2 separate regions of the Ovis aries genome follow, and region 2 is linked to region 1. A link is a contact called in public Hi-C data. All regions are on one chromosome and are shown on one strand. The core of a region is the stretch at or near the end of the contact, and the rest is flanking DNA. Distances in the headings are between cores, read along the strand shown.

Region 1 (7,081 bases), core at 2,406-4,905:
GACTCTGGAAGGGTTCCTCTGGGAGCTAGTCACACCGATGCTGCGAGGAAGGCCTGAGGGACTTTCCATCCGCCACTGCAGTCTAGACTGGAGTTCCTCGAGAGAGGGCAAGCTCCTGCCTCGTGGTCATTTCACTCAGAGTTTCGCCAGATGACAGCTGTTTCACAGCAACTACTTCCCGGGAGGCAAACCTGCCCCCAGAAAAAATGATGAGGCCAGTTTCCAGGACTGTTCTTTTCACCTCCTCACTCCACCAGCACTGAGGCCAGCTCACTAGTTCCATTTCCAGTCATCATGGTTATCTTATAACAGGGAACTGGAAATTTGGGCCTTAGCTGCCACCAAGCCTTAAAGTCAGCCATGCCGCTTCTCTCCCACTGTACTCCCTAACCTTAAACGCTGGGGCAAAGTTTGGACTCTTGGTGCTTATCCTGAGTTCCATGCATAAATTTTCCACCCCCACCCCAGAACCAGGCACACTAAGGAAATTGGAAGAGGGAAGGGAAGATATTGTTATACTCTCTTTCTTGAGCAATGGAGAAAGAAGTCACAATTCCATAGTCAGGGAAGGCCAGTCAAGTGGTTTCTTTGGGTAATTTCTGCTGTAAGTGATTTACTGCCTCCATTAGAGTCAAGAAGCTGCAGGAAATCTCAAAGTTCTGCCTTTAGAACTTGAGAAATAACATTTCTGTGTCCCCAGTGCAAAAATTCAGGTTTGAAATTAATGTTTACTTTTCCTTTGCAATGAAGAAAAGAAATAAGGTAGCTTTTAACTTTCCTGAGACCTTGAGATAGGTAATCAGATTCCAAACTAGTCCTACTGACATTCAAAGCAGTCACGCCGAATCCTATCAGATCTTCATACTTTTTCTGAGAGCACAGGACTGCTTCATTCCAAAGCACTCCCAAATTAGAATGAAACAGCATTTAGTTTTCGCTATGGCTCTGAGCTCTTTTCTTAATCATCTCTCCTTATAATTGGATGCTCTCTGCTCAGTCACTCAGTCGTGTCCAACTCTTTGCAGCCCCAGGGACTGTAGCTTGCCAGGTTCCTCATGAAATTCTCCAGGCAAGAATAGCCATGCCCTCCTCCAGGGGCTCTTCCTGACCCAGGGATCAAACCTGCTTCTTTCAAACACTTCCTGCATTGGCAAGAAGGTTTTGTGTTTTTTTTAACCACTAGCACCACCTGGGAAGCCCATAATTGGATATTACAATATTCCTAATAATTCATAATTTTAAAAGCTTATAAAGAAAAAGCAAATTAAAATGGATTAACTACTGAATATCCAAATAGCTACAGCTATCACTGCGGTATTTTCAGAGTACTACTGCATTAGCTGTCCCTCGCAGCTGCTGAATTGAGCAAGAGGTGTGGGGACTTCCACCCAGTTTCAAGGGGATCTGCAGAGAAAGTTATATTCAGATGAAGCAGCTCCACTGCCCTTGTGACTAATTTTCGTTCATCAGTTTCATGGGCTCTGCTGACTCACTTCTCTATTCAAGATGTTTATTACCCAGGAAATAACACTTACGCCATCAGAATACATTTCCACTTTGAATGATGCCAATGTTACAAAGCAGCACGGGAAAAGGCTCAACTCCTTATGTGTGAGTTACAACACAAGTGCCAGCAAAGAAGAAGAAAGTTTTACCTTTTACAGGAATCCTTTGTTTATTGGCATTATTGGTCAATGTTGAGAAGTAAAGCAGGAACAGGAGACTGACCAGACTGGGCTCCCCTGTTTGTGTAAGCCTTGATAGATCACCAAGGGTCACAGATTATAGGCTTTAAATTCAAGGATCAGGTCCTTATAGTTGTCCAGTTATCCAATAGGGGTTAAGTTTTGGCCGTGCTCTTAAGAGACTAATTTATAAGCTAAAATGCCAATTTATTCAGTTGTCATGCACACACATACACACAATAAAACTGTCAAATAGGAAAAGTGCCAAGTGTCCATTAGTCAATATATTCACTTCTCAGTTTTAAAAAGATCTATTTAAAAACCAAACCATTATCAGAAGTTTACTTTTGACCACAGTATCCTGTCTATTGTCTTATGTGTCTCCCAGTTTAGCCTGTGAGCTGCTGGAGATCAGGCGCTGTGTCTCTTTGGTCTTTATAATCGCAGGGCCCAGCACGGTGCCTGGTACACGGTAGACACTGACATTTTTTTTTTTACATATGAGCAAGTGAATAATAATGATTTGTGTGAAATCTCTCTGCAAACTGTAAGGCACTATCTAAACAGAACGGTGACTATGAATAAGGACTTACAGTCATTAAGCTACAATAGACTAATGTGCCCATCTTCACAGTAGGAGCAATGAAGTGTGAAAGCAAACACTGGACAGCAAGTGAAGACGTACATATATAAAAGCAAAATTAATGTAATAATGCCAATTAATGTTTTTAGATAACATTTAACAGATATGAAGTACAGTACACCAAGTTTTAAAAGCTCTTTTTTCTTGGCTGCGCTGGGTCTTTGTTGCGGTATGCAGGCTCCCTAGTTGTGGATTGCAGGCTTCAGAGTACAGGGCCTCAGGAGTTGCAGTGAGAGGGCTTGTCTAATTGCAACACTCCAGCTCTCAAGCTGTGGTGCATGGGCTTTAGCTCCTCCGCGGCATGTGGGATCTTAGTTTCCCCTCCAGGGATCGAACCCATGCCCTCTGCATTGGAAGGTGAATTCTTAACCACAGGACCCCCAGGGAAGTCCCTAAAAGCAATTTAATGTCAAACATATAAAAATGATCCAACCCTGACTATTCATTGGAAGGACTGGTGCTGAGGCTCCAAAACTCTGGCCACCTGATGCAAAGAGCTGAATCACTGGAAAAGACCCTGATGCTGAGAAGGATTGAAGGCAGGAGGAGAAGGGGACGACAGAAGACAAGACAGTTGGATGGCATCACCAACTCAGTAGACATGAATTTGAGCAAATTCCAAGAGACAGTGAAGGACGGAAGAGCCTGGCATGCTGCCGTTGATAGGGTCGCAAAGAGTCGGACATGACTTAGTGACTGAACAACAATAATAAATAAGAATGAACTGATGTTTAGAGAGAGAAGGGAAACCCTAAAACTAGAACTTCAAACCTCCACATCACGGGTCTTCCAAGTCAGGAAGCTTGTTCTGTACCTAATAGGAAACTGGGCAATGTCCTCAAAGGAGATTGTTCAGAATTTTCTGTTTGCATTTCTTTTACATTGAAGGCTATGAATAAGGAAAAACAAAAATGTGGGTCAGTCAATGGGTGACAAATTTTAGGAGAATATTGTCAGGATCAACTTACCTTAGGAAAAGATAGATGTCAGACTGACTGTGTTTAAAGTGAGATGTTGAGCATAGTTGGGTTAAAATGTACATTGAGCCAGAGATAATCAGTAGCGGTTAGCTCCTGATCTGGCCAAAAGAATAGTTTGAATTATTAAATGTATTAGGCAAGACAAAGAAGATAAATAAAAAGTTACTGAATTCCTTAAGCTTCTAAGTCATAGGAAAAAAAATAAATCAATGACAAATAAGCCTCTAATTTTGCTGTAACAGCCTTGAGGGAGAATGAGTAATGTTCATAGTTTGGGAATGAGAAGGAGGTGCCCTGGTCATAAACTTGGCAGAGCCACCACACGGTTGAGTCATTGTTCAGGAGACACCATTCATTCTGTATCAGCCATCGGCCACATCCATCTGCTTAGTGGAAGACTTATGTAGACCACAAGCAGGAGAGCTGGTGGACAAAGGACAGTGCTGCTTCCTTCTCTATTTATAATATCCTAGTTTCTTTTTAAGTGCAGGGCTGCTTTTTTTCTTTTAATCTGTATATCTGGAAGATATTGAAATAGGTCAGGAAAGATTTAGATAAGCTAATCTTAAGTCCCTTAGCAAAAAATATCCCTTTCTTTCCATTAGAAGGAGCAGTCTTCTTATTTCTTGTGCACAGTTTCTCTCTCAAAGATCCAGCAGCAAAGGAGACACAAAGAACAGACTTTTGGAGCCTGATCCGGCCGCGATGCGAGAGCCATGGTGGCCTCTGGGGCGGCGGCGGATCCCACTGCTCTCGCCTCGGGCGTCCCTGCCGTCCCGGCGGCCGCGAGGGGAGCCGCCGCCGCCGCCGCCTCTTCCGGCCCGTGGGGTTCCCCCGGGCGGCTGAGAGGCAGCCGGCCGCGGAGCCCAGCCGTCGGTGGCGAGCCGTCCGGGCAGAGCGGACCAACACCCGGTGCACGGTGCGCGGCTGCGGCAAGATCCTGCCCAACAGCCCCGCGCTCCACATGCACCCGGTCAAGAGCCACCGCCGGCAGCTCATATGTAACAGCCATCACCCACCTTCGGATCATCCCCTCACTGATTACTAAAGCAGACATTACATCTCTTAAGCACAAAGGACGGAGAAGGCAATGGCACCCCACTCCAGTACTCTTGCCTGGAAAATCCCATGGACGGAGGAGCCTGGTGGGCTGCAGTCCATGGGGTCGCTAAGAGTCAGACACGACTGAGCGACTTCACTTTCACGTTTCACTTTCATCCATTGGAGAAGGAAATGGCAACCCACTCCAGTGTTCTTGCCTGGAGAATCCCAGGGCCGGGGGAGCCTGGTGGGCTGCCGTCTATGGGGTCGCACAGAGTCGGACACGACTGAAGCGACTCAGCAGCAGCAGCAGCAGCAAGCACAAAGGAAGCAGCCAGTCTGACGAGGGCTCTCTTAACGTTGCTGGCCTGAACCATTCTCGCAAGCCCTTTTTAACATTTTATATTGTTGTTTTTTGTGGAACTCCTATCAGGAGCTATATTTCTCCAAACCTTGTGAAGCATCCGTTAAGCAAAAGATACCATTTATCAATACTTCTCAGGACTGGTTTGATAGTATACAATTGTTCAGTCGCTTTGTCTCTCTGACTTTTTGCAACCCTATGAACTGCCGCACTCCAGGCTTCCCTGTCCTCCACAATCTCCCTGAGTTTGCTCAAACTCATGTCCATTGAGTCAGTGATGCCATTCAACCATCTCTTCCTATGTCAGCCCCTTCTCCTCTAGCCCTCAATCTTTCCCAGCATGAAGGTCTTTTCCAATTAGTTGGTTTTTCACATCAGATGGCTGAAGTACTGGAACTTCAGCTTCAGCACCAGCCCTTCCAATGAATATTCAGTATTGATTTCCTTTTGGATTGATTGGTTTGATCTCCTTGTGTGCAAGGGACTCTCAAGAGTCTTTTCCAACACCTCAGTTCAAAAGCATCAATTCTTCAGTGCTCAGCCTTCTTTATGGACCAACTCTCACATCCATACATGACCGCTGGAAAAACTAGTCAATAGCTTTGACTAGATGGACCTTTGTCAGCAAAGTGATGTCTCTGCTTTTCAATATACTATCTAGGTTTGTCCTAGTTATTCTTCCAAGGAGCAAATGTCTTTTAATTTTGTGGCTGCTGTCACCATCTGCAGTGATTCTGGAGCCCAAGAAAATGAAATCTGACACTGTTTCCATTGTTTCCCATCTATTTGCCATGAAGTGATGGGACTGGATGCCACGATCTTCATTTTTTGAATGTTGAGTTTTAAGGCAGCTTTTTCACTCTCCTCTTTCACCCTCATCAAGAGACTCTTAAGTTCCTCTTAACTTTCTGCCACTAAAATGGTATCATCTGCATATCTTGGGTTGTTGATATTTCTCCGAGGAATCTTGATTCATCCAGTCCAGCATTTCTCGTGATGTAGTCTGCATGATGGCACAGTAAATCCAACAATAAGAAAAGATTTGAAAACTGTACTGAAATTCTACTGTTGTCCAATTGAAGGATGCCCTAGAGGCCCTGACAGACCATTTTCTCAATTTTCTTTTTGCAAAACAGCACTGTATGAAAGTGCATGCTGAAAAGAAGCATACATGTAGTAAGCGAAGCAATTCATATGGCACCAAGTGGGACTTGAAAAGACATGCAGAGGATTGTGGCAAGACCTTCCAGTGCACATGTGGCTGCCCCTATGCCAGCTACCGAACTGGCCATGAGATCCCTGCAGAACACAAGGATCCACCTAGTAAGAAAAGGAAAATGGAAAACTGCCTGCGCAGCTGGAAGCTGTCCGGTAAGACCGTTGAATCACTGAGCAACCAACCAATTCCACAACCAGACGTTCCAGAACTAGAAAGTTTAGAAATAAAGCTGGTGGCTTCCTCTGAAGACTCTTGCAACTCTAATGACAAACAACAGACTCTTCCAGCAGCTCCAAGGTACCCTCAGATGTTGCTTTTACCAAAGCCCAAAGTGGCTTTGGTTAAACTCCCCATCATGCAGTTTTCTCCTATGCCTGTCTTTATGCCTACAGCTGACTCTTCGGCCCAGCCTGTGGTGTTGGTTGTCGACCATCAGGGCTCTGCCCCTGGTGCCGTACACTTACTGCCGTTGTCCATTGGAACCCTGACCCTCAGCCTAGATTTGGAGGCTCTTTCAAAAGTTGTAAATCCTGTTGCTGTTGAGCCGATTAGCACAGGTGTTCAAGTGAACCTGGGTAAAATTCCATTTAGCTCATTACTGAAGAAGGAAGTGGCAACCCAATCCAGTATTCTTGCTTGGGGAATCCCGTGGATAGGGGAGCCTGGTGGGCTGCTGTCCATGGGGTCGCACAGAGTCAGACACAACTGAAGCGATACATGCATATATAGCCCATTACAAGAACTTGGGAACACATGTCAGAAGAACAGCATTTCTTTGATCAATGTACAGACAGACCTGTCCTACACCATACCACAATTCATACTGTCTGCACAGTGGGCCAGCCCTGACTCCTCTGTGTCGTCCTGTTCACAAACTGATTTGACATTTGGTTTCCAGGTTTCCCTTCCCATTAGTGTTCAAAGTCAGACTTTTTTGCCCAGTTCTAAGGTAACCTCCCCTTGCCCACCTTGAGAATAAATCTCTTTCCTTCGCATCTTCCAGTTTAACTAATACATGCCTATCTAAAATGTATGCCGACACAGACGTTTCTTTTTCTGCTTTACAGGTGTAGACATGACTCTGTTTCGTTCCAGTAAGCCACAGTGTATAGATATTATCACCAATATTTTAATGAAAAATTTAAACCT
Region 2 (6,420 bases), core at 3,879-6,378, 70 kb before region 1:
GCCCAAAAAATCCTATAGTTCATCTAATTCAATCTCAGTTTTACAGAGGTGAAACAATAGAGGCAGAAGTAGCTGACCAAATGCAAACATGTAAAACTAGGCCACTAGAAGAATCAAGATCTCTTCTAGTCTAAAAGAGACTTCTCTTTCTACCGTCCTATCTTACCTTCATATAGCATTAAATTTTCGTTTTAAATTGCTTTCTCAAAAATTCTGAAGATAATTACCTTGTGAGCCTGAAAGATTAAACTTGGAAAATGTTGAAACCTAGAATGATATATCTCTTCATCTTAATAGATGTGAATTCCTGTCAACACTCAAGTTATCAATTTGCTTGCTTTTTGAGAAACTATGTGGACCTGGAATATTGTAATGAATCTGTTTGCTTAGTCATATTTAAGAATCATATATATGACATGAAGACAGCAGCAACAAACAATAAAGATGTCTGTTCAGCAAACTCCAAACTGTGCTTCTACACTGCTGTCAGTATCTTTCTAATATGTAAACTTAAGCGCTATAACATTAATTTGTTAAAAAAAAAAAAAATACTACACATGCACAGTAGTGCTCGGTTTGCCTTGGGAAGTTTAAGAGACTGTTTCAGGGAAGCCAACATGAGATTTGTTCTTGTCTCCCTTCCTCTTTCTCTCTTCCCTTTTACACCTCTTCTCGCCTCACTCAAAGAACATACATGTATATCAAATCAAAACTCTTTTAATTAGGTAATTCTGCTTCTGTAAAAAACAGATGACTTTTTCTGTCACAGTTTTGGGCTTCCTTGGTGGCTCAGAAGATAATCTGCCTGCAATGCAGGAAACCTGTGTTCCATCACTGGGTCAAGAAGCTAAGCTGGAGGACGAAATGGCAACCCACTCCAGTATTCTTGCCTGGAGAATCCCATGGAGAGAGGAGTCTGGGGGGGCCAAAGTCCATGAGGTCGCAAAGAGTCCAACGTGACTGAGCGACTGACACTTTCACCACTTTCACTTTAAAGGCCTCAGCTGAACCTGGTCAAGAGACTGGGCCTCCACCTTCAATATATAACCGTTCACAGTCCCGGACCCTGGCTGTGCAACCTGGCGCGTCGGTGCCATCGTCATTACCACGTACTACTTCTCGGCCTTAAGCAATCGTTTTCTCCTCACCCTCTCTTTCTTCCCACCGGGGCCCTCACGCCACCACACCTACCTTGCTTCTCACCACCCACCCCACCTCTCCTTTCCTCCCCACTAGCGTTTCAGCCCCACTAGAGACCCTGCGAGGAAACATCCCCCTCTCACTGCTTCACTCCACACGAACACCCTCTGGGCGTTCATCCTCCGCTGCCCTACTCCAACATCAGTCCAGGACCCATACCTTCCTCCTAGGCCGAAGCGCGGGAATGAGGAGGCTGCCGCGTTGGCCTTCCCAGCAGGCAGCGCGCAGATCACGTGACACGCCCACGCCGCCTCCACTGAGAGGGGGTTTCTCCCCGCCGGCCTTTCAGCTTGGAGTCTTCGTGAGACAGAACTACTCTCGCTTCCCCAGTGCTTGTCTAGAGAAGAAGGGGGAAATCTGAGGATGTTTCCTTAAAAAGAAAGACTAAGAAGAACTGTCAGAGGAAGGCAGTGTGTCCCAGCCTCTGGAAACCTCAGACAGGAAACACAAAGCAGTAGCGCACCACCACCACTTTCCAAGTAAAAGTAACATCCTGTTGCAGATGGTCTGTTTGCCGGAACGGTGTAAACCTGAGTTTCGGTGCCTTAGCAAACCGAGATTTCCGTATCCAGAACATCCGTTTCTTCACCTCCTTTTCTTTGGTGCAAGCAAACTTTGGGAATGATAGTTTTTTTAAGAAATTCCATTCTTGATGTTCAGTTTAGTCGACTTGATTGGCAGCTTCCAAAAAAATATTTTGTAACACGTGGCTCACGTATTTGAAATTTACTCTCATTGGGCGCTTTAATGTGGTGACTTTGACCTGCAACTTAAAAGATAGACATTCTACATTTAATGTTCAGTTGTGAAGGAAAATAAAAACCATCAGTTCAGTTCAGTTCAGTTCAGTTGCCCAGTCGTGTCCGACTCTTTGCGACTCCACGAGTCGCAGCACGCCAGGCCTCCCTGTCCATCACCAACTCCCGCAGTTCACTCAAACTCTCGTCCATGGAGTCGGTGATGCCATCCAGCCATCTCATCCTCTGTCGTCCCCTTCTCCTCCTGCCCCCAATCCCTCCCAGCATCAGAATCTTTTCCAATGAGTCAGCTCTTCGCATGAGGTGGCCAAAGTATTGGAGTTTCAGCTTTAGCATCATTCCTTCCAAAGAAATCCCAGGGTTGCTCTCCTTCAGAATGGATTGGTTGGGTCTCCTTGCAGTCCAAGGAACTCTCAAGAGTCTTCTCCAATACCATGGTTCAAAAGCATCAATTCTTCCGCGCTCTGCCTTCTTCACAGTCCAACTCTCACTTTCATACATGACCACTGGAAAAACCAAAGCCTTGACTAGACAGACTTTTGTTGGCAAAGTAATGTCTCTGCTTTTCAATATGCTATCTATCACCTCATAAAACAAAGGTCAATAACACTTCCTGTAAATTCCAGGTCAACAGTCTTGCACCTCAGCAAATTATACTTGATGTATGCATATTATTAGTGCCCCCCCCTTTGGCTTATTTAAATGTTAGTCGACTTCATTGGCAGCTTCCAAAAAATTATTTTATAAAGAATTGTAAGTATTATGTGTATATATTTATTGTTTGTGAAAAAGCCAATTGTTTCAACTCCTAGGCAAAAGGGACTCAGTTTACCTTGAGCTGCTATTATTGTGAAATGTAAGTCATTCAATAAAACTGGACCACATGATTATGTGCAGCTGAATGGCAACCCACTGGAGTACTCTTGCCTGAAAAATCCCATGGATAGAGGAGACTGGAGGGCTACAGTCGGTGGAATTGAAAAAAGAGTAGGTGCAACTGAACACAATTGATAGTCTTTTTAAAGATTCTAATCACCATCTTAGGCCTGGTAGCAATGTATATTGAAACATTCTGTATTTGTGATAAAAATGAAGGAAAACATTGTCATTCTGATGCTATGTCCTAAATTTTTTGGTGTTCAAGTGTCCTCTCAAGAAATAAAAACATAAAATTAAAAAAAAAATTTTTAATACCCTTAATTGGTAAAATATAAAGTTATCCAATCAATGTTTATCTTTTCATTATTATCATTACTGTTGTTGTTATTCTTAATGGTCCATTAAATCCAAAAGTCTGAGAGATACTGATCTAATTCCTCTCCCAGCCTTCACATTGCATGATAGCCAAACAGGTAGTTATGTACTTATTAAAATATTTCCAGGAAAAATTTGTGTTGTTGTTCAGTAGCTCAGTTGTGACTGACTCTCTGTGACCCCCATGGACTGCAGCACATTGGGCTAAGAAAAATGATTCCACCTAATACATAAATGCTTACATCGGATTAAAAGGATACCATGGACATTTTCTTTTTAAAATCTTTTTTCCATTATATAAAATACATGAGTGAGAGTAAATGGGAGGGTGCAGAGGGTTATAATTGTCCAGCACTTTAAAATATTCAAAGAGCTATCATCTCATTTAATTTTCACAAACAACCCTATGAAGTAGGTAGGACATAGACACATTTGGGTTGCTCTATGTCAAAGAAAAAAATGTTTGTCCCTAAAGTAAGAAATGGGTAAATTATGCATTATGCACTTTTACAACTGGAGAGAAATAATTGGCAATGGGCCATTTAAAATTAACTTGCTTGGTGCTCTGCTTATTTAAATCACAGTTTGACTCTACTTAATGCTTTTGTGCTAATTGACCCAACTGAACAACACAGAGGATGAAACCTGTCATCAGTTTTAGTGACACATTTAAAGTTTTCAAAAATTCTTTACTTATTTATGGCTGTGCTGAGTCTTCATTGCTGCGTGCAGGCTTTCTCTAGTTGTAGCAACTGGGGGTTACTCTGTGGTTGCAGTGCATGGGCTTCTTGTTGCAGTGGCTTTTCTCATTGCCAAGCACTGGCTCTAGGGTGCCTGCACTCAGTAGCTGTATGCACAGGCTTAGTTACCTCAGGGCCTGTGGAATCTTCCCAGACCAGGGATTAAACCCTTGTTCCCTGCATTGGCAGGCAGATTCCTAACCAGTGAACCACCAGCAAAATCCCATCATACACTTCTCTTTTTATTATTTATTTTTAATTGGAGAATAATTGCTTTACAATATTGCATTGGTTTCTTAAGTGTGCCTTTTTTTTCCCTTCTGATAATCACTGTACCAAGCACCCTCAACCATCCTATCTTAGACTTCCTTTGTAATAACTACTGTTTCATAACGTTTCTTTGACGTTATGAAATGAAAACCCTATCTTGTTGACAGCTAAAAAAACACACAAGCAACAACAATGAAAACAGCTCAACTAGCTGTTTTTATAAATGTTTTGTTTCCTAATTCTAGAACCCCTGTTTCCGTACAGTCTCTGAACTGGCAAAAAAAGCGGGAAAAAAAAAAATCACTGTGCTAATTCCCTTGCTAGCAAGGTAATGCAATTTAGCACATGTTCAAGAGAAAATAGCTAAGAAACTTATTTCCCTTAGTTATTTCCAAGGCTGTGATAGTAACACTCTGCTGTTTACCAGTTTCATTTTAAGTGGGGTGGTTACATTACAGGACTTACCCTCCTAGGGCAGATTATTCATCACTGATGTTCAGTTGTTAAATCGTTTTCCGCTTCTGCCATCCCATGGTATTCAGCTCAGTTAGATGAGAAAATGCACTAAAGCCTGAAGAGAAAGTCTCAGGAGAGAAAAATTAATGTGAGAAAAATGCTTCTGATTGACCAAGCAGGTGCTTTTTTTTTTTTTCTTAAGTGTTTGGGTGTACCTTGGAAAGAGGTACAAACTTTGAAGGGCCAGAACTGCAACAGAAGAAATGATTTCATTAACATGATTTTATACTAAAAGAAATATCCTTATTCTCTGACACTGTTTCAGGTTTCACTGCCTTAGGAAACAGGCCCCGTTTGAAGGCGGGTCCTAGGCGTGCCAGAATAGTCTCCTCCCTCCATCTTCTTCCTCCTTTCTCCCTCGGGTTACGCCCCCTCCTTCCCAGACAGCTGTCGGATCCGGACCGGCAGAGAGTTCTGCTTTCCAGTGCTTTCAGCTCTCCTGGCGGTCTGCTTCTGCTGCTGAAGGGGCTGCCGTCTTCTATAAGGAAAAGAAAAGGACCTCAAACCGTTCAGATCACGTTTCCTCTCCTAGGAAGCTATTGAGCACAGGTAAGAAATATCATTACTTGCTATTTAGAAACTCAAGCATGGAGATGAGAAGTAAGTGATAAGATAGAAAAGCGATTGAGAGGAATTCAACTTCTCTCACATCACTATGATGGGAGACTAGTTGGTAACAACATAAGGAACATAGATAGCCTAGTCAGAGGAAAATCTTTTTCTCTCTTTTAGCCACTCTTGGAGAGTATCACTTTAGAGGAAATGTTCTCAAACATACTGACCCCATGACCTCTTTATACTCCTAAAAATTATTGAGGATCCTGAAGAATTTTTGTTTCTCTGGGCTATTTCTTGTATTACTGTCATTTGCTATACTAGAAATTAAAGCTGAGAAATGTAAAAAATAATGACCTGTTTATTTGAAGATAACAAAAGGCACATGACATGTTAGCATAAATAACTAAATAACATTTTAAATTATGGATAACTATATATTACCAAAAAAAAATCTCCTGTGAAGAGTGAAATTGTTTTCATTTTTACAAAACTCTTTAACATCTGGCCTAATAAAAAAAAAACAGGTGTATTCTCATCTGCTTCTGCATTCAGTCTATGCAATATCACACAAAATGTAGCCCCTGGTAAACTCTGTTGTGTACACTTATGAAAGTGAAAATTACAAATTACATCTTAGAATTATTTTGAAAATTTCTTTGACCTCATGAACCCTCAAGAATCGTTGCTTTAGAATGTTAAACAAGCTTCTCTTTAAAAGGAGCCTCAACTCTGAATCAACTATTTTAAAAACAAAAAATTATTCATATGAAATCTTGATGGAATCTGCATCAGCACCCTTATGCTGTGCTACATTGGACAATATTATAGCATTCCCCGGGAGAATTTTATTTCACAGCAAGGAAAGGGCTGAGTAATATCTTCATTTCTTAAATGAAGATTCTTAAATTCTTAAATTCTTCTTTATGCCGTCTGTATATGTGTGTTAGTTGCTCAGTTGTGTCCGACCCTTTGTGACCCCATAGACTGTAGCTCACCCACCAAACTCCTCTCTCCTTGGAATTCTCCAGGCAAGAATACTGGAGTGGGTTGCCATTCTCTTCTCCAGGATATCTTCTCAACCCCAGGATCGAACATTGGTCTCCTAAATTGCAGGCAGATTCTCT

What was found. A called contact is a pair of places that touch in the nucleus more often than the background predicts.
Region 2: a contact with region 1 is called in a Hi-C map of tail adipose tissue, with 1.9 times the contacts expected there. The contact joins the promoter of IL18 here to the enhancer-like site in region 1. A contact is called at or near these places in 3 of 16 Hi-C or Micro-C datasets (blood, skin fibroblasts and tail adipose tissue).

Annotation. Positions count from the first base shown.
Region 1 is chr15:22,111,820-22,118,900 of ARS-UI_Ramb_v3.0, reverse strand. SDHD (succinate dehydrogenase complex subunit D) reads right to left here. Exons shown (of 5, transcript XM_060399701.1): 5 at 5,831-7,081. It also overlaps the pseudogene LOC105602162. Among named protein-coding and RNA genes, the nearest start is that of SDHD, 33 kb to the right of the region's middle. Within about 2 kb of position 3,655, at least 11 of the 54 cell types and tissues checked have an H3K27ac peak or open chromatin away from gene starts, as enhancers often do. A contact at or near this core is called in tail adipose tissue, where this site is marked.
Region 2 is chr15:22,184,415-22,190,834 of ARS-UI_Ramb_v3.0, reverse strand. It overlaps IL18 (interleukin 18), which reads left to right and starts at 5,128. Exons shown (of 6, transcript NM_001009263.2): 1 at 5,128-5,287. It overlaps TEX12 (testis expressed 12), which reads right to left and starts at 1,386. Exons shown (of 5, transcript XM_015100841.3): 1 at 1,360-1,386.